Linked DNA regions of Mus musculus: all the other regions are linked to region 1. Evidence: chromatin contacts called from public HiCAR-type and HiChIP or PLAC-seq data. All regions are on one chromosome and are shown on one strand. The core of a region is the stretch at or near the end of the contact, and the rest is flanking DNA. Distances in the headings are between cores, read along the strand shown.

Evidence for each region. HiCAR-type assays count read pairs that join an accessible place to other places. HiChIP or PLAC-seq counts read pairs in DNA pulled down with a chosen protein or histone mark.
Region 2: an H3K27ac HiChIP or PLAC-seq map of embryonic fibroblasts shows a contact between it and region 1, with 19 read pairs. The contact joins the enhancer-like site here to the promoter of Prrx1 in region 1. A contact is called at or near these places in 8 of 39 promoter capture datasets (3T3-L1-derived adipocytes, the HPC-7 cell line, embryonic stem cells and 5 more), 2 of 15 datasets of contacts at CTCF or cohesin (both in the NIH/3T3 cell line), 24 of 484 Hi-C or Micro-C datasets (the C2C12 cell line, the MC3T3-E1 cell line, adipose-derived mesenchymal stem cells and 11 more), 7 of 115 datasets of contacts at active chromatin or transcription factors (the NIH/3T3 cell line, craniofacial prominence, embryonic fibroblasts and 4 more) and 3 of 9 other capture datasets (adipose tissue, embryonic tail and embryonic trunk).
Region 3: a HiCAR-type map of fibro-adipogenic progenitors shows a contact between it and region 1, with 4 times the contacts expected there. The contact joins the enhancer-like site here to the promoter of Prrx1 in region 1. A contact is called at or near these places in 7 of 39 promoter capture datasets (the 3T3-L1 cell line, the HPC-7 cell line, frontonasal cranial neural crest and 3 more), 1 of 15 datasets of contacts at CTCF or cohesin (the NIH/3T3 cell line), 5 of 484 Hi-C or Micro-C datasets (the C2C12 cell line, adipose-derived mesenchymal stem cells, embryonic fibroblasts and 2 more), 5 of 115 datasets of contacts at active chromatin or transcription factors (the NIH/3T3 cell line, craniofacial prominence, embryonic fibroblasts and 2 more) and 3 of 9 other capture datasets (adipose tissue, liver and macrophages).
Region 4: a contact with region 1 is called in an H3K4me3 HiChIP or PLAC-seq map of craniofacial prominence, with 2.6 times the contacts expected there. The contact joins the enhancer-like site here to the promoter of Prrx1 in region 1. A contact is called at or near these places in 5 of 39 promoter capture datasets (the 3T3-L1 cell line, 3T3-L1-derived adipocytes, embryonic stem cells and 2 more), 10 of 484 Hi-C or Micro-C datasets (brain, cerebral cortex, embryonic fibroblasts and 4 more), 7 of 115 datasets of contacts at active chromatin or transcription factors (craniofacial prominence, embryonic limb bud, embryonic stem cells and 1 more) and 1 of 9 other capture datasets (adipose tissue).
Region 5: an H3K4me3 HiChIP or PLAC-seq map of embryonic limb bud shows a contact between it and region 1, with 3 times the contacts expected there. The contact joins the enhancer-like site here to the promoter of Prrx1 in region 1. A contact is called at or near these places in 1 of 39 promoter capture datasets (hematopoietic stem and progenitor cells), 1 of 484 Hi-C or Micro-C datasets (uterus), 2 of 115 datasets of contacts at active chromatin or transcription factors (craniofacial prominence and embryonic limb bud) and 2 of 9 other capture datasets (adipose tissue and embryonic tail).
Region 6: a contact with region 1 is called in an H3K4me3 HiChIP or PLAC-seq map of embryonic limb bud, with 2.3 times the contacts expected there. The contact joins the enhancer-like site here to the promoter of Prrx1 in region 1. A contact is called at or near these places in 1 of 39 promoter capture datasets (liver), 3 of 484 Hi-C or Micro-C datasets (embryonic fibroblasts and uterus), 2 of 115 datasets of contacts at active chromatin or transcription factors (craniofacial prominence and embryonic limb bud) and 1 of 9 other capture datasets (adipose tissue).

What each region holds. Positions count from the first base shown.
Region 1 is chr1:163,312,015-163,315,413 of GRCm38.p6, forward strand. Prrx1 (paired related homeobox 1) reads right to left here and starts at 1,636. Exons shown (of 4, transcript NM_011127.2): 1 at 381-1,636. The coding sequence starts at 621.
Region 2 is chr1:163,559,593-163,562,991 of GRCm38.p6, forward strand. All of the region lies in intron 1 of Gm32333 (a long non-coding RNA gene), which reads right to left. Among named protein-coding and RNA genes, the nearest start is that of Gm39689, 18 kb to the right of the region's middle. Within about 2 kb of position 1,604, at least 61 of the 459 cell types and tissues checked have an H3K27ac peak or open chromatin away from gene starts, as enhancers often do. A contact at or near this core is called in 3T3-L1-derived adipocytes, the C2C12 cell line, the NIH/3T3 cell line and 9 more, where this site is marked.
Region 3 is chr1:163,511,183-163,514,581 of GRCm38.p6, forward strand. No RefSeq gene overlaps it. Among named protein-coding and RNA genes, the nearest start is that of Gm39689, 66 kb to the right of the region's middle. Within about 2 kb of position 1,834, at least 16 of the 459 cell types and tissues checked have an H3K27ac peak or open chromatin away from gene starts, as enhancers often do. A contact at or near this core is called in the C2C12 cell line, the NIH/3T3 cell line and fibro-adipogenic progenitors, where this site is marked.
Region 4 is chr1:163,128,118-163,131,516 of GRCm38.p6, forward strand. No RefSeq gene overlaps it. Among named protein-coding and RNA genes, the nearest start is that of Gm22434, 12 kb to the left of the region's middle. Within about 2 kb of position 1,499, at least 19 of the 459 cell types and tissues checked have an H3K27ac peak or open chromatin away from gene starts, as enhancers often do. A contact at or near this core is called in craniofacial prominence and second pharyngeal arch cranial neural crest, where this site is marked.
Region 5 is chr1:163,459,419-163,462,817 of GRCm38.p6, forward strand. No RefSeq gene overlaps it. Among named protein-coding and RNA genes, the nearest start is that of Gorab, 57 kb to the left of the region's middle. Within about 2 kb of position 1,918, at least 3 of the 459 cell types and tissues checked have an H3K27ac peak or open chromatin away from gene starts, as enhancers often do. A contact at or near this core is called in embryonic limb bud, where this site is marked.
Region 6 is chr1:163,442,294-163,445,692 of GRCm38.p6, forward strand. No RefSeq gene overlaps it. Among named protein-coding and RNA genes, the nearest start is that of Gorab, 40 kb to the left of the region's middle. Within about 2 kb of position 1,813, at least 49 of the 459 cell types and tissues checked have an H3K27ac peak or open chromatin away from gene starts, as enhancers often do. A contact at or near this core is called in craniofacial prominence and embryonic limb bud, where this site is marked.

The DNA.
Region 1 (3,399 bases), core at 386-2,885:
CCGGACCGCTCCTACCCTGGCGTGGACGCCCCGCCTGCCTGCGGGATTTCTGACCGCCGCTCCGCCCGAACTGGAGATGCAGCCCTGGCGGCTGGAGACAGTGGTGGCCGCAGAATCCCTGCATGGGATCCCCTGGCCTCCCAGCGTCCCTGGGCCTCCGGGTCTCTCTCCAGCGCCCGCTTGGCTTACAGCATTGGGGGAGCCCTCTTTTTCTCATCGGTCTTTCTGCGATCAGCAACCAGCCACTTTTCCCAGGACTCCTAACTTCTTAACGCCTTGTCTCCCCGAAACCGAAGCCTGGAACACGCTCCCGCCGCCCTCCCCGGGCCTCCACCCTGTGTCCCCAGCGCACACTCCCCGGAGCACGCGCCCTCACTCACTGTCCTGCTGAGGGGTGTCGCTGCCACTGGTCAGTCCCGGTGACTCCAGCAGGCTCCGGCCCGCCTCGCCCACACTTTCGTCTGCTTGTGCCGCCACCATGTCCCCGGCCTCCTCCAGGTCTAGCAGGTGACTGACGGAGAAGTTCTTTTTCGCCTGCAGGGTGTCGAGGTTGCCCGGGCTGTCCAAGCGGCCGCCCAGCGCCGGTTGCCGCTCCAGAACGTGCCCGTAGCTGGAGGTCATGGTCTCCCCTCCAATCCCACCCACCCCCCTCTTCCCGCTCGAATCAACACCAAACGCTGTGGGCGTGAGGGGGGAGAGGAGCCGAGTGGGGAAGAAAGAGGGGGGAGTGGAGAGAGAGAGAGAGAGAGAGAGAGAGAGAGAGAGAGAGAGAGAAACAGAGGGTGGGACCCCTTCTGAAGTGTAGAACTTTCGGGACAAGTAACTTTCCCTGCAGCCTCGGTTACTTCGCTAAAGCCAAGTCCAGCGCGGTCCAGAGAGATAATCCACACCAAAAAGTTCAAAAATAAAAACAAAACAAACAACCTATGCTTAGATCAAAAAGAAAAAAAATATCCCTTTCAACTCTTAAAAAGCGTCCACTCGCAGACACTAAAAATAATAATAAGGGGGAGCGAGGAAAGGGGAGGCCAGCGGGGCGGGGGAGTTAGGCAAACAGAAGAGAGAAGAAGGGGTGGAGAGAAGAATCAAAGTGGCTTTAAAAAAATTAGAGAAAGAGGTTAAAAAAAGTTATTCCCCCGGCAAGAGTTCAAGCGCCAACAGAAGAAGGCTTGTTCCAGCTTTAAAATGTCTTCAAGAAAGCGCGTTCCCCCTCTCTGCACTCCTGTGGATTCTCGGGAGTGACTAGAATTTCAGGAGAGTGATGTCTTGCAGATGTATTAGAGAGCAGGATTCTCACTTTACTCTTCGTAAGGAGGAAAAAAAAATAAGAAATAAAGAAGCGGGGCTTCAAGAGTCTGCAGAAGGGTGGCGGTCCCCCTTCCCTCCGCTCTCTCCCCCTTCTCCGTGCGGAGCTCCTTTTCCCTTCTCAGTTGGATCAAGAAGCTCTCTGGCACTTCAAAAGGCACAGGCTGGCATGGAGAGGAGGCTTTGTAGGGAATACAAGAAAATTGGAGACCCCTGGGAGGGCAGATCTCCACTTAATAGGAGCCTGTAATTACGTGGCAAAGCCTTTGTGCGGCGCCTGACGTTTTACAGACCCCCTTTCTCCATCACAATCTCCTACCTCCTTTTCCTCGGACCGAAAAAACAGTCTGATTAAGAAAACCCCTTTGCCAACATCAGAGCCAGAGAGAAAGGGAGAGGGAGGGAGCAAGAGAGGAGGAGGGAGGGAGGAAGGAGGGAGGGAGGGAAAAGGGAGGGAAGCTAAGGAGAGAGCCCCTTTGGATTTTTAAAATAAAGGTCTAATTATCATTCCCTTGCAGTAGTATCACAGAGAGAAAAGTGCCCGAAACCCGCAGTCACTTTAAAACGGGGCTGATTATTTTGTTTCAGCATTAACTCCTCCGGATTTGTTTGAGATCCTCTTGGAATATCTCATTTGCATGTTTTGATAACAGCTGAGGGCAAACTTGTTAGGAAAAGAAAAAAGAAAAAGGAACAGGGAAAAGATGCACATCTATAACAGTCAAATCTGCGGCTGCACCGCCCCCCAGTAACTTTTCCTGCAGCTTTGTTTTGGCGGAGAGCGCAGGGAGAGTCTGAGACTGAACGGCAAAAAAGAGCAAGCCTATTAAAGCTCGTTTGGCTCTGTAGAGACAGCCTATTAAATAATGTAATAAAATAACAAGAGCGATAATAACGGGAGGCTCTCTACGATCTAAAGACGGCTTGGGCAGATCCAGAAGTCTTCAGCTTCGAATGGATTCGAGACTTTCGCTGCCACCAGAAATCCCCAGGCTTCAGACAGTAGAAAATTTACATATTCATTAAACCAGAAGAAAGTCCGTCCTGATAATTCCCCTACCTTTGCCAATGTTCTAATTTCTTGCTCGTAGCCGAGGCTGCCCCAGATCAGAGCAGACAGGAACACTGGGGCTGAAGAAGTTGGGGGGAGCAGGAGGAGCTGGGGGTGGGGTGGGCTCTGTGCTAATCTGTATCCAGTTCGGTGAGGCCCTGGCAAACACAGAGACTGAGGAAGGTCGAAGTCTATGACCAGGCTTGACAGAGGGCAGAGCGGTGCTGGACGGTGTTTTCATGACCTGTTGGAATCTGGTAACAGCTTTAATAGTCTCATTAGGAATGAGTTACTATATGGCCAGTAAGTAAAATAGTATGTGCTTATTTGTGGCGTTTTATGTTCTTTAAACACACACATACATACGTTTCCCCTCGCTCCCCTGATTGCTAGATTTCCCCTTCTCCTGTAGCTATGAGATTGAATTGAAAAGAAGGAAGGGTCCCAGTGTGTATAAATGGTTTCTGTGCTCCAAACGGCCATAGTTAGCCCAGAACTTCCAGCCCTGATCTGGGAAAAGAACATTTGATGCCATCAAAGGGCTGTAGATTGAAACCAGATGTGCGCGCCTCGGTTCTTTCCATGCATTTAATTAAGGAGCCAGGATGGAGGAGACTTTTTCATCATTAGTCCACCCGCCGCCCCCTCCTTTTTCCACCCCTCGCCTCGCTCCAGCCACTCGTGCCGTGCCCCCGACCGGCAGCCCCCAGCCCCGCCAAAGTGCTCTGGTCGCCCCTGCTCGGCAGCTCAGGCTCTGAGCCGCGAAGGTTTGTCTGCCGGAGGGCATCTAAGCCAGAAGAGCTGGTTCTTGCGCTGGGGACTTGCCCGTGGGTGGGCCAGACAGAGTGGGGACTTGAGTATCCTGAGGTGCTTTCGGAGATGCCAACGGTGAGACTCCTAGAGCCTAAAGTGCCTGGAGTGGAAGCGACTCGATGGTCAGGTTAAAGTGGCATATTTCCACCGGTGTCTCTGGAACTCTCTGCTCCCTTAGGGGAAAGGAGACACCCTTTCTCTCTTCCTAAGGCCAGACAGCATCAGTCTCT
Region 2 (3,399 bases), core at 354-2,853, 250 kb after region 1:
TGTTTGTCCAGTGATTTAAAACAAATGGTCTTTCTATCAAAAATCCACCGAGATGATTCTTCAACCTCAATGCTTCATCTTGGTTGTGCATCACCTCAAATGCCAATACGCATTCTTAATATAGAAAATATCCCCGCCGACTGGGCTTGGTCTCTGCACAGCCATCGATCTGATGGTCAAGTTTCCTTCACCCACAGAGAGGCATCCTGCTTGGGTACTGAGGCTGCTTCCTGGAACGCAGGCCCCTTTCCCTCAGATCTCCTATTTGATCACAGCTTGGTTCACCTGCTTGTAATAGAATCCCAAAGGTGTGGCTCCCCAGAGCCTCCTGAAGGCTCTGCCTAGTGGACTGCGCAGCATGCGTCTCACACCTGCAACACATTTGCTTAGAAGTCTAAAAGAAAAACACCCTAACCCACACCCAGGGAGACAGAGATAGAATAGAGCATGGGTCTGGTTTAAATGTATGAATTATTACTCTTGAAAAGGAAATGAGGAGGAAGCTCAGCTACTGTGCATTCAAGCCTAGGTGAAGGAGGTGGGTTTACAGGGGCAGAGCTGAAAGGCTCTTAAGAGAATGGGCATTCAGTTCAGTTGTATGAATTTGTGAAGAAAAAAAAAAAAAGAAGTTTAGCTTTTTGGATCCTCCTTTACCCAACAGTAAATGAAAAATAACATCATCCGGTCCCTTATTGTCACAGTATCATCTGTGTAAATGTAAATTTTCATACTGGGTGTGTTGTAGTCCTTGGAGAAAAAGGAGTTAACACGCGAGCCTAATTCCTAACACAAGAAGTCAGATAAATGTGTTGTCTTTGGCTCTAGCATCTGAATGCGTAATGGCACTCTAATTTATTGCTGGCACAGAAGCCTCTCCTTGACATGAGACTTGCCTCAAAGTGCCATCTCCTTTAAGATATATCCAGCAAGCAGATATCAAACACTCCCTACTGCTTAATTGGCAATACTCACACATTCCTCGGTTTCCATATTGGCTTTAAGTTCTCTGCCAGCGCCACAGAACCTAATTTCCCATATTTTCACTATTATTGTTGCTGTTATTATCATTGTCATAAGCGTGGGTTACTTATCCCAGTAAAAGTGACAGCCTGTGTGTCCAAGCTGGCGCAAGTATTGGAGCATAACTAGCTCTGAGTAGGTTTTCCAAGTCACTGTAGCATGTGACCCTCACAGCCACTGTTTAAAACAGGCCTGAGCTCTTTTGCAATTTAAAAGCAAAGAAATTAAAGCCTAAAATGTCAAAATCACACCACAGTTCAGAGTCTGAGACCGAGGAAGAACTTTAGCTCTGGATATTTAAAAAAAAAAACCAAAAACCAAAAACAAAAAAAACCATTGTAGTTTTGCCTTCTGGTCAATTCTATTCAGTACAGTGAACAGTTTCTCCTCCCCTTATTATTTAATTCAACCAGAAATGTAAAATATGCGGTTTTCTATTTTTAAAAAGCGTTCAGTTTGAAGCTGTGCTCATCTCTATTTTCTGGTGGAGAATTTAAAGTGGCCTGCACTTGGTTGGTTGGCCTTACCCTTGCCAGCCTTGCTGTGGCTTGTAAAATGTTGCATGTTTGGTATGGAAATTACCCAGGGAGTGTGACTCTTCACCCAGACATGCCATGGACGCTGGTGGAGTCAGGGTTTTGCACTGTAACCTCTCCTTTTATGTTGCAGAAGAATTCTCTCTTTCTGTTGACTTTCTTTTTCATTCACTAGAAATGAGTTGCTTACATTCCTCTGACCTGGAGAACAACCTCTCCAGGCGAATTCAATTTGTAACTGTGCTGCCCACACCGTTACAGTGCCTTCCCTCCCTTTTATTTTTAAAGGGATACTGTTCTTGTGATGAGCTGTTATGACATATTTATAGGAAAATAATATTTTATTTAAGGACACTTTTTAAAATGGCCCTTAAAACGAAACAAAATGGCATGGATAAATGCAAAATATATGTGTGTACAATTCATATAGTCCCTGTGATTCAAGATCTCTGCCACCTCTCATGCTGAGAATGCTAAGAACAAAGAGATTTTTATCTCAATTTAAATTCTCTTGACATCTTAAAAAATCAGTTGTAGCAATATTTGTTTCCTAGTCGCCTTCACTAGTGTTGTCTCAGGTTGGCCTCAAGTGATGCTTACAGCCAGATCTGACCCTTATGTGCCCAGCTGGGCTCCAACATTCCCAGGAATTTCAGAGGTTGACAAAACCTGGCTCTAGCTAGAGAGTCACTTCAGCATTGAAGTTTTAACTAGGACACAAAAAAATCAAAGATTTAAAACATAGGAAGTTTTAATTAAACAGTGTTAAGTCCAAAATGTTATGTCTTGTTGTCTGAGGGCATGGACTAAAGGATCAATTGGACAAGAGCTATTTGGGCAATGAAAGTCTTTTGCTGACCAGTAAGATTAGAGGCCTTTGAAGCTGAACTTACTGCTGATATTTTCTTTCCATCATGTTGATTGATATCTCTCTGTTTATTTATTTCATTAACAGATATCTGGTGCTTCTCATTGTCTTAAAACTCCAGTGTTTTCCGGAGCTCATGGTCAACTGGCCAGGAATGATCCTTTGGACAAGCAGTCAGAACACTAATGCAAGTGGCCCTGTGATTCACTTTTAAAAGTTTTGCAACACACAAGATTAGGATAAGGCCACAGACTGAACTCCAAAAAGGAACAAGAAAACTTCAAACTCTAAGTGATAAAAATTTTAAGTCATGGTGAATTATCAACATAGCTACCACACACCAGAGTATTATTTTGGATTATGTTCATTTATCAGTTCAATGAGTCCTCACAATAACATTATTACTTCCACTTTCCAGTGAAGGAAATGCTCAAAGATTAAATAACGCTCTCAAGGGCAGGGCCCCAGATGTGACTCACTCCAGACAAGCCAAACCCTGCATTATCTCACCAGGGTTATCTTACAACATAAATCACAGCAGAAGGCAACACACAGCAGCTGGGAAGATACTCGGTTGGTAAAATACATGCCTCGTAAGCACAAGGACTTGATTTTGATCCCAGTACCCATGTAAATAATAATGAAATAATAAAAATACAGGCACAGTAGAGCAATATTGTAATCTCGTTGTCAAAGATGTGGAGACAGAAAGAAGTTGGCCAGTGCAATATAGTCTCCCTTCCCTCCTTCTATCTCTCTCTCTTTTGAACTCTGTCTTGAAAAGTATCTGATGAATGATACCTGAGGTTGTCCTCTGAACACCCCAAGCCTATGACACATATGAATACCATACACATGAACACACACACACACACACACACACACACACACACACAGAGGCAACATGTACAAAGTATTGTAAGAATTAAACAAACAAGCTGTTTCTCTAAGTCTGGTGGATACTGAACTTACCAA
Region 3 (3,399 bases), core at 584-3,083, 200 kb after region 1:
CCTGGTATGGGCTTTTGAAATCTCAAAGGTCACTGCCAGTGACACACTTCCTCCAAAGAGGCCACACCTCTTAATCATTTTTTTTTTTCAAATAGTACCACTCCCTGGTGACTAAACATTCAAATATATAAGCCTATGGGGCTATTCTTATCCAAACTACCACAACTACACAACAGTGAGTCTTAATATGCATATTCTCTATATGCAATTTTAAAAACATTCTGTTGAATTCCTGTGGTGCATGGGATGTCTTGAACAAACAAGTTGTATCCTGTGTGAGATAGAAATTACATTTTTTTTTGTGGGTTAAATAGTTTGAGATGTTTGAGTTTTAGTGAGGGAGAGTACGGACATGGAGAGGCAAGAATAGATGCTTCTTTGAAATCAATGTTCTTGACTATGAAATAATTTCACAGGACCGGAATGGTAGTTGCCATTTATATGATAATATATAAATATAGTTGTAAATCATTTTACTGAGCAAAGTCTCAGTTAATTTTCTAAGAGCCCAAATATCAATGAGAACCAGGTAGGACCTGTATACTGGGCAATACCCAACCAGAAGGGAGTGTGCTGTGAGCCTGGTGTCCTGAGAGAGGAAGTTATTGGCTTGACTGAAGACAGCCTTAGTAATGAAACAATTGAGAATAGATTTTTAAAGCATCCCGTTGAATTCCTATGATGCATAGGCTGTCTTGAAGAAGCAAGTTGTTCCAAGGGCAATGGCTGAGACAAGAGGCACGGCTTCTCTAAGAGTCATTGGTTTTCCTTATACTGATTTCCTAAGACCTCAGATACAATCTGCATCTTTAATTTATCTCATCACTCTTGTGAGACACTTTCCTGCATATGCTATTGAATTTAAGTGAAGGCAAATCTTTATTTTGAAACCTATGAAAGCTGCTATTAAAGACAAAATAAATACACTCCAGGAAAGATAACATTTTTCACAACAGATGTGAGAGCAAAGGATCTGATGACATGTTTATTAGCAATGGATACAGTGAGCGTTTCAGTTTGGCCCAGCACCCAGAAAATGCAGATGTGTATCCAGATGCAAATCTCTAGAGTCTGCAAAATACAATTAGTATTGGATATTTCATGAAATCTCTGGTACTTCCTGTGTGACAAGAAGTACCCTTGAGAGTCACCTAATTCAGAATAGTTTGGCAGTTAGGTTTTTTTGGTCTTATTTTTTCTATGCTTTATATAGTAAGAGCCAAGAAATATGCAGGTTTAAAAAACAGAGAGAAGAAGATAAGGATAAAGGGATGACAGGGAAAAGGAATGAAAGGAGGAGGAAGGAAGGAAGGAAGGAAGGAAGGAAGAAAGAAAGAAAGAAAGAAAGAAAGAAAGAAAGAAAGAAAGAAAGAAAGAGAGAGAGAAAGAAAGAGAGAGAGGGGGAGGGAGGGAGAAAGGCAGGGAGGAAGGGAAAGAAAAAAGGAGGGAAGGAGGGAGGGAGGAAGGGAAGGAAGGAAGGAGAAAGGAAGGAAGGAAGGAAGGAAGGAAGGAAGGAAGGAAGGAAGGAAGGAAGGAAGAAAGCAAGCAAGCAAGCAAAAGAGAAAGGAAAAAGAATAGAAAAAAAAACAAAACTGAAACAAGAAGCTTACTAAACTATATTTGACCTTCAAATTTGGAGTTTAAAAAGTGTCCCTGGCTTAGAATACAGAATGCCTGTGTTATCTTTCTGTATCCTGGGTTATTTTTATTAGTTCTGAATACAATGAGCAATCCTTGACTCTTGCAAATATTGTTTAACACATAAGGTTAGACTTTAATTACTTGACTGTTTTTTCCCTAGTGGGAAAGTTCTGACTAAAGTCTTAGCAAGTCTGACTTTCTAGTGTATGAGCAAATTTTAATCAGAAAGTTGGACTCAGTACAGTGACCCATGCTCTTAATAATGTTTATTTAAACTAAAAGAATATGTTAGTGATTACTCAGAAACTGAGAATTTGTCAGTTTGCCTACTCTGCTTGTCTGTGCAGAGTCAGATTATTAGTTAAAGGATCTTCCCATCTCATCAATAAGGTGTTTTGTTTGTTTGTTTTGTAATTTATTTATTTATTTATTTGGTTCTTTGGTTTTTTTTGAGATAGAGTCTCACTATGTAGAACAAATTGACCTCGAACTCACAGAGATTCAAATTCCTTTGCTTTCTGAATACTAAGATTAAGGCTGTGTTGTCTGTTTTGTTTTGGGGGATTTTTTTTGTGTTTTGTTTTGTTTTGTTTTGTTTTGTTTTTTGAGACAAGAACATGGTATTGAATTTATAATCTTCCTGTATGCTGTGATTAAAGACATCCTCATCAGTCAGTTAAAAAAGAAAATACTATTATAGCTGCTATTATTCTAACACATATATCAATTTTAACTTCACTGTTTTATATTACAGTAACAGTAGCTGACATTTTTATCATTCCACACAATGATAATGGAAATAATGACCTTGTCACCAATCTCAATATTACAATCACTTTATAGAGGATAAATTTAAGGCTTGGAAAATTTATGTTACTTCTAGTAATGGTTACAGAATTGGGCTTGGGATGACGACTGAATGGAGAAAGATCTGCTACACAAGTGGTAGGGTCCTGAATTTGGGTCTCCAGGAACCATGTAAAAAGTTGGGCAAGCTGCAGGATGCTTGCAATCCCAGCACTGGGGAGGTAGACAGGAAACCCACAGGAAAGCTGGCTAGCAAGCAAGCAAGCTTAAATCTGTATTTAGGATAAGACTGTGCTTTCATAAATGAAGTGAGCAATGAAGAAAGATACTGAAGATCAACTTCAGGCCACCGTTAGCACACCCCAACACAGACAACCACAAATACACATACTCACACACATACACATACTTCTTTAAATTAATTTTAAACTGTTTGTTTATTTTTATTCTGTATGTATTGGAGTTTCCCTGCATGTGAGTCTGTGCACCATGAGTCTACAATGCCTGTGGAGGCCAGAGAAAGACATTCCATCCCCTAGAAACTAGAATAAACTGGTTAGCAGCCATGACAGTGCAAGAATTGGAACCTGGGTCCTCTCTGGGAGAGCAGCCAGTGATCTTTACTACCTAGCAGCCTCTCCTGCCTCTTAGCATTCATTTTAATTAGGAGAAAACATCATTGAATTTTTAAAATCATTTTTGTAACACTGGCACTACTTTTATAATCTTGTTTAGAAACCCAAAAGGATCTTAATCCCTCAGTCTGACAAATGGCAAGCTGGCTTGGTGATGACTGGTCCATGCTCTCTTCTCTGTGCCAGGAAAAGGTGCATCTGGACTCAGATGTTCAAATATCTGCCTGGTGGAGCCACCATGGTTCCAACACCCAAAGGGATCTGATGCCAAAGCAGGAACCTGGAGTTGCAACAGCAATTAGTACAAAGACAAAGC
Region 4 (3,399 bases), core at 249-2,748, 180 kb before region 1:
ATAAGTGTTTATAGATTGGCATTAGGGGTTATGTTGGTTTAGTAAATTAGTGGTTGTAGATTCTCCTCCATAGCCACAACTTCACCGAGCAGTTAGCTAGATTTCCAGTACCAGGCGTATTCTCTCTTATTGAGCTAGTCTTAAATCCAATTAGAGAGCTGTTGATTACTGAAAGGGCATGTGTGTCACTACTGCACCCTTGAGGTTATCACACCATTCTGGTCATTGGTGCGGTATAAAAGCTGTCATTGCTGGATAGGGCTGTTAGTTGCCTTCCTCCTTTGGAAGCTTGTATGGTGCCTTCTGGTACCATGAAAGCTAGACTCCAAGGATGAAGCATTGAGGTCAGTTCAGCTTAGGGGTCTCTAGGTCCTGTTTTGGAAGTTCAATACATTTTCAACAATAGGGACTTATCTTCCACCTCTGGGGGTACCCAAGGGCAACAGCAATAGGCTGCATGTTTTGTAAGTCCCTTGGACAGATCTGACCAACATCTCAAAATATGGTTTCTAATGCCTAGTATTGGAGTTTCTTTGCTAGGTAAGTTTTGGCTCTTGGTGGCAGAACCATCATTATGTGTATTGTAGTATTGTAGTATTATAGGGTTTTTGTCTCTTTTAGGTAAATAGTAGTGTGATTCCTTGTGGCTTTTTAGATAGCATTTTAAAAACCATTTTAAGATTGATAATGTTAAATAAAAGTCTGTAGAAGTAGAGATTTTATATATCTTATGTTCATGTTTCTCCAGTGTATAGAGGAGTGAAAATTTCAGCAAACATTGGTTGAGACAATGTCTAAGACATTGTTCTTGGAGTTTTAGATACATGAATATCTAAAACAGTAAAAAGAAAATACCCAGGAGCTTACATTCTGCTTCACTGAATGAAGGAATGGATGAATTTACAGTCATTCAAAAAACTGTTATAAAACATTTTACCTACAGGTAGAAATTTCCCTTAAATAATACCCTCTTAATTAGACTGATGTTACCTATAACCCACACCATGGTACTGTGTCCTGCAGGTCTACCAAGGCTTCTTGCATATTTCCTGAGAGTAGCATGTAATGTTTGGTCTGAGAAGATAGCGAATTCTTTGGGGAAATGGGTATTCAGTGATGAGGCTTATGATCGTTGATCTCCCACCCAACAAATGGCTTCATGGTTCTTCGCCCTGGAAGACAGTGCTGAGACGTGTACGGGGGCTAGGAGGTTTGCCAACCCATTCTGACTAGTAGGTGTGTATCTACTGCACCTCAGGGTCTGTCTCTGCGGGAAGTGTGTGCCTCCCTCATCAAGAAAGCTGCCAGCATTCACAATTGGGACATAAACAGGCCAGCAGGTTCTGATTAATCCAAATTGGAACTATTCAAACAGTCACAAAAAGAGATCTTTTCCCCTGAAGGAATTTACATGTGAAGAGAGACTAAGATGGGAAATAAACATTTCTATAATGATTAAAGTTAATTGGCTTGAAAGGATGCCTCTGAAAGAAATGCGTTCTGGTTTTAGTTCCAATCTATTTCGGGACAAGCCTGTTTTTCATAAGATCGGTAACTGCAAACAGATACTCTTCTTCCATTGGAAACAGATGGCATGGGACATAATTAAAGAAGCATGCCCTGGCATCTCAAATAACTGCTTTCAATTACAGCATTTCAAGAGTATTAAGGGGAAATATTTTAAACAAGACCACTGCAAAAATAGATTTTGTCATTAACTTTGAAATAATATTTGACTTAAGGCTGAAATTTCCATGGGCCAGGTCTGAATCTCATGGGCTGATGCTGATTGGTGAAGGAGAAATTGAATCATTATGGTCATATCATTCAGGGGAAGGTTTTTTTTTTTAATGCAGAAGAAAAATGCATTTTCCTTCTAGTAAGACTCATATTTTAATTTGCACTTGAATTTTGGTTATATTTCACAACCTTGAAGAACCACTTTAGTGAAACCATTTCGGTTCTGAGTAGAGGTTTTGTGTCTGTCACTAATGTGAGAGTCTGTGTGTAGCCAGTGCATACAAGCCTATTCCCCACCACCAAGCATGATCATGTGCCCTGCAGCCTGTGATGTTAAGAATGTGGTGAATAAGCAGACGCCTGGATGTACGTGGCAATGTGTAAAGCTGGCAGACTGCCTGAGATGATAACATTTTGTTTAAATTTCTGGGTTTTTTTTTACTATAATTTTTCTCATTAGATCTGATCAATTAAGATAATACTAAATATATCCACATCACATTCACAAGTTGCAAAATGTTTCAGCTTTCTTGTGTTGTGTAATATTTAGAATGGTGTTTACCTCTCTCAATTAATGCATCTAACTCCTGCCAGGCGCTTTGTGGAAGCATGAAACAATGAGCTAGACAAGTGTTCACTTCCTTCCCGGAGTTTGTGGTTGAATGGTGGAGACAAACAAGAGAATAGAGAGTTACAGGACCAAATTCTGAGTGTGATGGGGGAAAAGCACTCAGGGGGCACCGAAGCACCAAGCAGGGGAACCAGACTCAAGAGGTAGCTTTCCTCCAATGATTTAGTTATAGAAATTAGAGAGTAAAGCATCAGAATAGAATATTGCCTTAGTAAGTAAAGCATCAAGGAGCTGAAGGGGTCTGCAACCCTATAGGTGGAACAATAATATGAACTAACCAGTACCCCGGAGCTCGTGTCTCTAGCTGCATATGTATCAGAAGATGGCCTAGTCGGCCATCATTGGGAAGAGAGGTCCTTTGGTCATGCAAACTTTATATGCCCCAGTACAGGGGAACACCAGGGCCAAGGAGTGGGAGTGGGTGGGTAGGGCAGCAGGGCGGAGGAAGGGTATAGGAACTTTCGGGATAGCATTTGAAATGTAAATAAAGAAAATGTCTAATAAAAAAAGAATAAAAAAAAAAAAGAAAAAGAAAAAAAGTAAAGCATACTTTATGTTTCCAACACAGGTGTGATCTATTATTTACTGATTACTTGTGAACACGAATTAATTTAAAAAATTAATTTACTTTTGATTATATGCTCTTCTTTATCAACACAGACATATACACACACACACACACACACACACACACACACACGCGCACATACACACACACACACAGGCAGAGCAACAGAAACTAAGACAACATATCAGCCATACTACTTCTGAACCACAAGTCAGCGTTGCAGAGGGCCTTGTGCTTTAGTCATAGTGATGTCTGTTCGGTGTGATCTTGCATCCCCCCCTTCCACTGACAGTTAACATACCTTGAGGACAAAAGGTAGAGTGGTAGTCAATAATTAATAGTCAAAGGCTCAGAACACCTGCCGGTTCACACCTCCATCCCCATCATATAACCATCGAGTAACACAGTTGGACTTTTATTTAGATCATTTTCCCCAAGGAACAGTGTAGTCATTTCTTCA
Region 5 (3,399 bases), core at 668-3,167, 150 kb after region 1:
TTCCTCTTTTCCAATTTGTATCCCCTTGATCTCCTTTTGTTGTCGAATTGCTCTGGCTAATACTTTAAGTACTATGTTGAAAAGGTAGGGAGAAAGTGGTCAGCCTTGTCTAGTCCCTGATTTTAGTGGGATTGCTTCCAGCTTCTCTCAATTTACTTTGATGTTGGCTACTGGTTTGCTGTAGATTGCTTTTATCATGTTTAGGTATGGTCCTTGAATTCCTGATCTTTGCAAAACTTTTATCATGAATGGGTGTTGGATCTTGTCAAATGCTTTTTCTGCATCTAACGAGATGATCATGTGGTTTTTGTCTTTGAGTTTGTTTATATAATGGAACACTCCTCCATTGTTGGTGGGATTGCAGGCTTGTACAACCACTCTGGAAATCCGTCTGGCGGTTCATCAGAAAATTGGACATAGTACTACCGGAGGATCCAGCAATACCTCTCCTGGGCATATATCCAGAAGATGCCCCAACTGGTAAGAAGGACACATGCTCCACTATGTTCATAGCAGCCTTATTTATAATAGCCAGAAGCTGGAAAGAACCCAGATGCCCCTCAACAGAGGAATGGATACAGAAAATGTGGTACATTTACACAATGGAGTACTACTCAGCTATTAAAAAGAATGAATTTATGAAATTCCTAGCCAAATGGATGGACCTGGAGGGCATCATCCTGAATGAGGTAACACATTCACAAAGGAACTCACACAATATGTACTCACTGATAAGTGGATATTAGCCCAAAACCTAGGATACCCAAGATATAAGATACAATTTCCTAAACACATGAAACTCAAGAAAAATGAAGACTGAAGTGTGGACACTATGCCCCTCCTTAGAAGTGGGAACAAAACACCCTTGGAAGGAGTTACAGAGACAAAGTTTGGAGCTGAGATGAAAGGATGGACCATGTAGAGACTGCCTTATCCAGGGATCCACCCCATAATCAGCATCCAAACGCTGACACCATTGCATACACTAGCAAGATTTTATCGAAAGGACCCAGATGTAGCTGTCTCTTGTGAGACTATGCCGGGGCCTAGCAAACACAGAAGTGGATGCCCACAGTCAGCTAATGGATGGATCACAGGGCTCCCAATGGAGGAGCTAGAGAAAGTACCCAAGGAGCTAAAGGGATCTGCAACCCTATAGCTGGATCAACATTATGAACTAACCAGTACCCCGGAGCTCTTGACTCTAGCTGCATATGTATCAAAAGATGGCCTAGTCGGCCATCACTGGAAAGAGAGGCCCATTTGACACACAAACTTTATATGCCCCAGAACAGGGGAACGCCAGGGCCCAAAAGGGGGGAGTGGGCGGGTAGGGGAGTGGGGGTGGGTGGGTATGGGGGACTTTTGGTATAGCATTGGAAATGTAAATGAGCTAAATACCTAATAAAAATGGAAAGAAAAAAAAAAAGAAAAATGAATCGGAATATTATTCTAAGAAATCTGGGCTTGATCTTTTATTACAAAAACAAACAAAACACCCATGTGATTTGGTTCTCTCACGACCTTTGTGAGAAACTACCTTCAGCTATTGGAGACCTCTATATGCTCACACCTCTGCTGGGATTTAAGATCAACTCTGCCTCGCCTGCAGTCTCTCGCCGATGATGCTAAACCATTCCTTATACTTACATTAACAGGTGAGCATTGTTATTTGCTTTTTCCACATCTTGTGGCATAGTTCAAACTCTGGCCAGTGTGAATCTGGCTCTTTTTGTGCTCTGTGTTTCAAGATGGTGGCCGAGCTAAAGAGTTGTCAAGCGCCGACAGTTGGAATGTAGACTTACTGGGTTGTGAAGTTTCGGTGGAAAATGTAAAACACCCCACACTTACCACAGTGCCAGGGCTGATTAATGCAGTTTATTGCTAACCCTCAGGGGACACCTGCAGGCTTTTACCTTCGGTCTAGAACCTCTGGCCTGAGGGAAGGTGTAATGCCACGTTAGTTCCGCACTCTTTCTATTAGAGTTTGCTCAAAGCTGCCGACACCAGATGTGTTACAAACGAACGTTAATTCTCCATCGGCATCTGGATCACATGGACGACAAGGGGCAAGATTTATGCCCTGCTGAAGCATTCCCCGGTTTTTAGCACAGAAGTGATTGAACTCCAGATGTTAACAAGATGCAGAGACCTTTTAGCGTGATTAAAAACATGATTTCTTGTTTTGCTCATGACAAAAACCATTGGATTAACTTATTAGAAGTGGAGCTGCCGTCCTGCTCATTGGAAGCCATGTCTACTTTAGATATTGAAGCTTGTCGTCGAGAGACTGTCTCACCAACTCTTAAAACCAACAGTTTTCGAGGTCCCTCTTCTAAATTAGGCTGAGCATCATGGGGACCGGCGTGCCTAGGAAGCAGGATCTTTCACTTGTCTTAATGACATGGAACCTCACAGCTAAAACAGTTCAGCAAAGATCACCTGACCTGCTCCCCACTTCTCAAGGCCAGGGAGGAGGGAATAAATAGTCTTCTTTAGACTTGAGGAACCGAATCAATTTTATTTTTATCTCAAACAAGGAAACACAAGTAAACACACACTTTAATTTCATACAATATTTCCTCAACAGTGAGATAGTGAGCTGGACACAGTGGCCCAGGCTGTAATGCCAGCATTGGGAGGGAGTTAAGATGGGAAACTGCTTAGGCTTCCTCAGTGAGACCATGACACCACGAAGTCTTGCCTCAATCCTTCCATCTTTCCACTAACTCCTAAACACTTGGCTCAAGACTCTCCATAGGGCACTTGATCATTGAGCTTTTTATGAAAAGACAAGATAGAATAGAGTGGTGAAAATTGTCTAAATTTCTAAATAGTGGCAATGCATCTTTTATTCAATGTAAACACTGAATTTTTTTGTATCAAGATTATTATTAAAATAAAAAACTTGGGTAGTTCCTAGATACAACTGACATTGAAGGAGACAAATTTGGTGGAGTTATCTTGCAGAAGTGGGAAGATAACAAATAAACGGGGTTTCAGTTTTACTCAGAAGTACTCGCAATTTCTGGAAAACTGTACTCAAAGTTCCTTCAAAATAAAAGCTTCAGGCTGGAGAGATGGCTCAGCAGTTAAGAGCACTGACTGTTCTTATGAAGGTCCTGAGTTCAAATCCCAGCAACCACATGGTGGCTTACAACCATCTGTAATGACATCTGACCCCTCTACTGGTGTGTCTGAAGACAGATACAGTGTACTGTAAGACATATAAATAATAAATAAATCTTTAAAAAAATAAAAGCTTCTAAGTGCATCTTTTCAAAGAGCAATGCCAGTTTACAAATTATTATGTATGTGTATGTATATTATGTATACATAATATTATGTAAATTATTATATATGTATTATTATGTATGTATATGTATGATATGTGTTTTA
Region 6 (3,399 bases), core at 563-3,062, 130 kb after region 1:
TGACTAAAACAAGCTATGTAAAAAATACTCATTCAGTTTCCTTACATGTCAAGTGCAACTAGAACTGCCCACTTCCATAAGATCTTTTGACAAATACAAAAAGGGCCCCAGATATCTCATTATCCACCCCTCTCTTAGATAAAAACGAATGCCTTCCTGAAACACTGAATGTGCTCACGTACTTTAACCTTGTGTAACCTAAAATCCCCACCTCTTCTTTCCAACAGCTTGGTTCTTCTTCATGGTCTGGTCTGGGGCCTGGGAAACCTTGCCATCAGCCAGACATAGTCACTGAGGATGTTTATTCAAGAGCTTTAAAAAGTGTCTTTTTAATGTGAAAGTTAATTCGAATGACCTCATTTATCCAACAGATAGTTTTTAATGTGTGCTTTCTGTAATCATTCCAGCAGTGCCAGATGATATGGAGGTTACATACTTTAAATACGTTAAAATACAATAAATACAAAAAATACTTGACATGTGTGAAGGAAAGAAGAGTTGGGACTGTAAGTACCTTTCCGATTCTTATGTTTGTGATTCAATGTCGAAACTCTTAGGGGAGTGAGAGGTTGATTCTCAACTTGCAAATTTCTAGGTTACTTATATTTTATTGTTTTATCATTTTGGTTTTGTGTGTATGTTTGTGTATGTGTGTGTTTTGCTTTTCAATTTTTTTCTTTTTAAAATTCCACTTATTAAACTCTGTCCTATTGCTTCCTGGTGAGTTCATAGACTTCTGTCCACAGTACCGTTTGTAACCTTTGTCTATGTAATTATTATTTCACTAACCTGTAACATTCTTCCTCCCTGTTCATCACCCCAAGCATAGTCTCCACATATTTGGAATGAGCTGTCAAGATGAAATGATCTCCGAGAATTTTTAAGTCTGGAATATTTTGACTTCTTTAACCTTGCTAATGAAGAAGGGCAGACTGTGTTCCCTACAGTTTTTCTTTCTTACTTCCAAATTTTATTTTCTATTCTTGGTCATCATAGTTGCTGTTTTTCAGCTTGCCTTGGTATCAGAGTTCCAAACAGAAGAAGCTGGAATGCAGGGCATGCATTACACGGAAAGGGAGCTGTTTTGAGAAGGCTTTGAAGTGTTGAATAGAAATATTGCATTAAGAAAATTCCAACCAAATGGAAGAAACCTGCTGCTGGACAGGCTGTCGATGTGCAGATGTGATTACCAGCCGTCAGTCAAGCAGAGAACAAGGCCTAGGGTACAGATCGATAAGTCATGCGTTTCCGTAGAGTGGGATGGAGCATGAAGTTGTCAGCAGTTGTTATCTCTCCATGTACTGCCCCCAAAGAGAACAAGTTGCCCATGTTACACAGTCTACATATTTCAGCTCAATCTGCACTGATATGAATGAATGCATTTATGAGGCTCTGTGAAAAAAAAAAAGATGAATTCTGCAAATATAACTTGACCTAAAAATATGTGTGTTTTTGGCCAAATTAGTGAGAAGGCAGAGAAGAAGTTCCTCTACCATTTTAGTTCGCTGGGAGGAAAAGACTTCTTTATTCTAATATATGACACTCTATAAACAATAATAAACCAGTAGGCTGTGTATTACCCCATAGCTTATTATAATCAGACTGTGGGTGGGTGAATTGCTGAGCCTCAGGGGACACTAAGGCTAAAGAATAGCAGAGAGTCACTTAGGTGACTTTGTGCACAAGCCAGTCCACCTTCGGAGTGTTACAGAGAGGTGTTATTTCTCAGAGATAAGGAACAAAGAAGCCTTAATATCCGGCTCAGCCAGGGCAGGAAATTGCCTACTTCCTGAGCCAGTGTGGTAGAGGCTGTGGGATGGGAGCCAGATACTGGAGGGAGGAGACAAGTAAGTGAGCTCTGGAAGTCTCCTGGTTTTATTGTCAGGCACGTGGTCTTTGTATCACAATGCCAAAAACTCATTTTGTTTTTAGAGGAAGAAGATGGTTGGCAAAGCACTAATGACAATAACGTATGCATATAAATGTCATGGGCAGTCATTACTTTTCATAAACGGTCATCGTTCTCAGATGGTTTTGCTACCCATTATTGAGTCTCCCCTATCTGAGGTATGTGCCAGAATTCTAATTTCAAAGACTATCAATTATCTTGTTAATTCCAAGTTCTATTTTAAAGGTGTAAAATAGCAAGCTGACCTTACATCCTTTGCCCTAATTACAAACATACGTGTTCTTATAGACCTCTATGCAGCCCCACTGACATTAACAAACTAGTTTACAAAGCCGTTAACCTTTCCTGTTTTCTTTTCCTCGTTTGTAAATCAGAAGTGTCACACTAGGCGATTTCAGAAGTTTGAACGCTAATGAAAACTGGCAGATGTTCCACCAAGTATGACAGGGTTTAGCTGGCAAAGAAATCTTTAGAATCTGAGATCTGAGTTTGCATCTCTACCTCCTATTATACAATGCTTGGTATGGGGGGAAGGGTGGTTTACTAATATTCTCAGACCTGTTTTGACATTTGTCACTGGAATAGGCTCCCATTGTAGGTTTGGATTAAATGGCCTAAGATCTTAAAGTGACTGATGGACATGTATTTAACAGATTGTCCTTCATTTTCTGATAGGGTTGTATGAGCTTAATACATTTTGCTGTCCTTTAATAGAAAGAACACAGGAAAAACAATGATTCACAGGATGATTTAAAGATGAGTTGAACTTTGAGATGCAAAAAAATCAGAATTAGCAACATTCTATGCAGGGAAGAATGTAATCAAAGGGATGGTCATTCTAATGAAGTCTGTGTGGCACACCCTAATCTCATGCTACTGAAATTTCATCTGTCAATCTATTGATTATTTTTCCTCATATACTTGTATGTTGTAGCCAATAATTTTAACAGTTTTCCTTTTATTCTTTTATTCAAAATAGATCTTTTCTCCTATAATACATCCTGATTATAGTTTCCCTTCCTCTACTCCCCCCAGCTCCTCCCTCATCTCCCCTCCTCTCTAGCTCCACTCCTTTTTTTTGTCTTTCATTCCAAAACAATTCATATTTCTAAGATACAACAACCAAATATGACAAAATAAACAAATTATAAGACGAAGCACAACTATCCTATGCAAGTTGGTAACAGAACCCAACAAAAGAAAACGAGTCCCAGGAGGGGGCACAAGAGTCAGAGAGCCATTCCTTCTCACATTCAGGAGTCCCCTAAGTACTAGGATAGCCATAATATATACGCAGAGGATCTGGTGTAGACCCATGTAGGATCTGTACTTGCTGTTTCAGCCTCTGTGAGCTCATATATACACCTTGCTTTGTTGAAACAGAGGGCCTTGTTCTCCTAGTGTCCTTCACACCCTCTGACTCTTACACTCTTCCTGTCCCCTTTTACCCAGGTTTCCCTGAGCTCTGGGGAGAGGAGTTTGATGAAGAC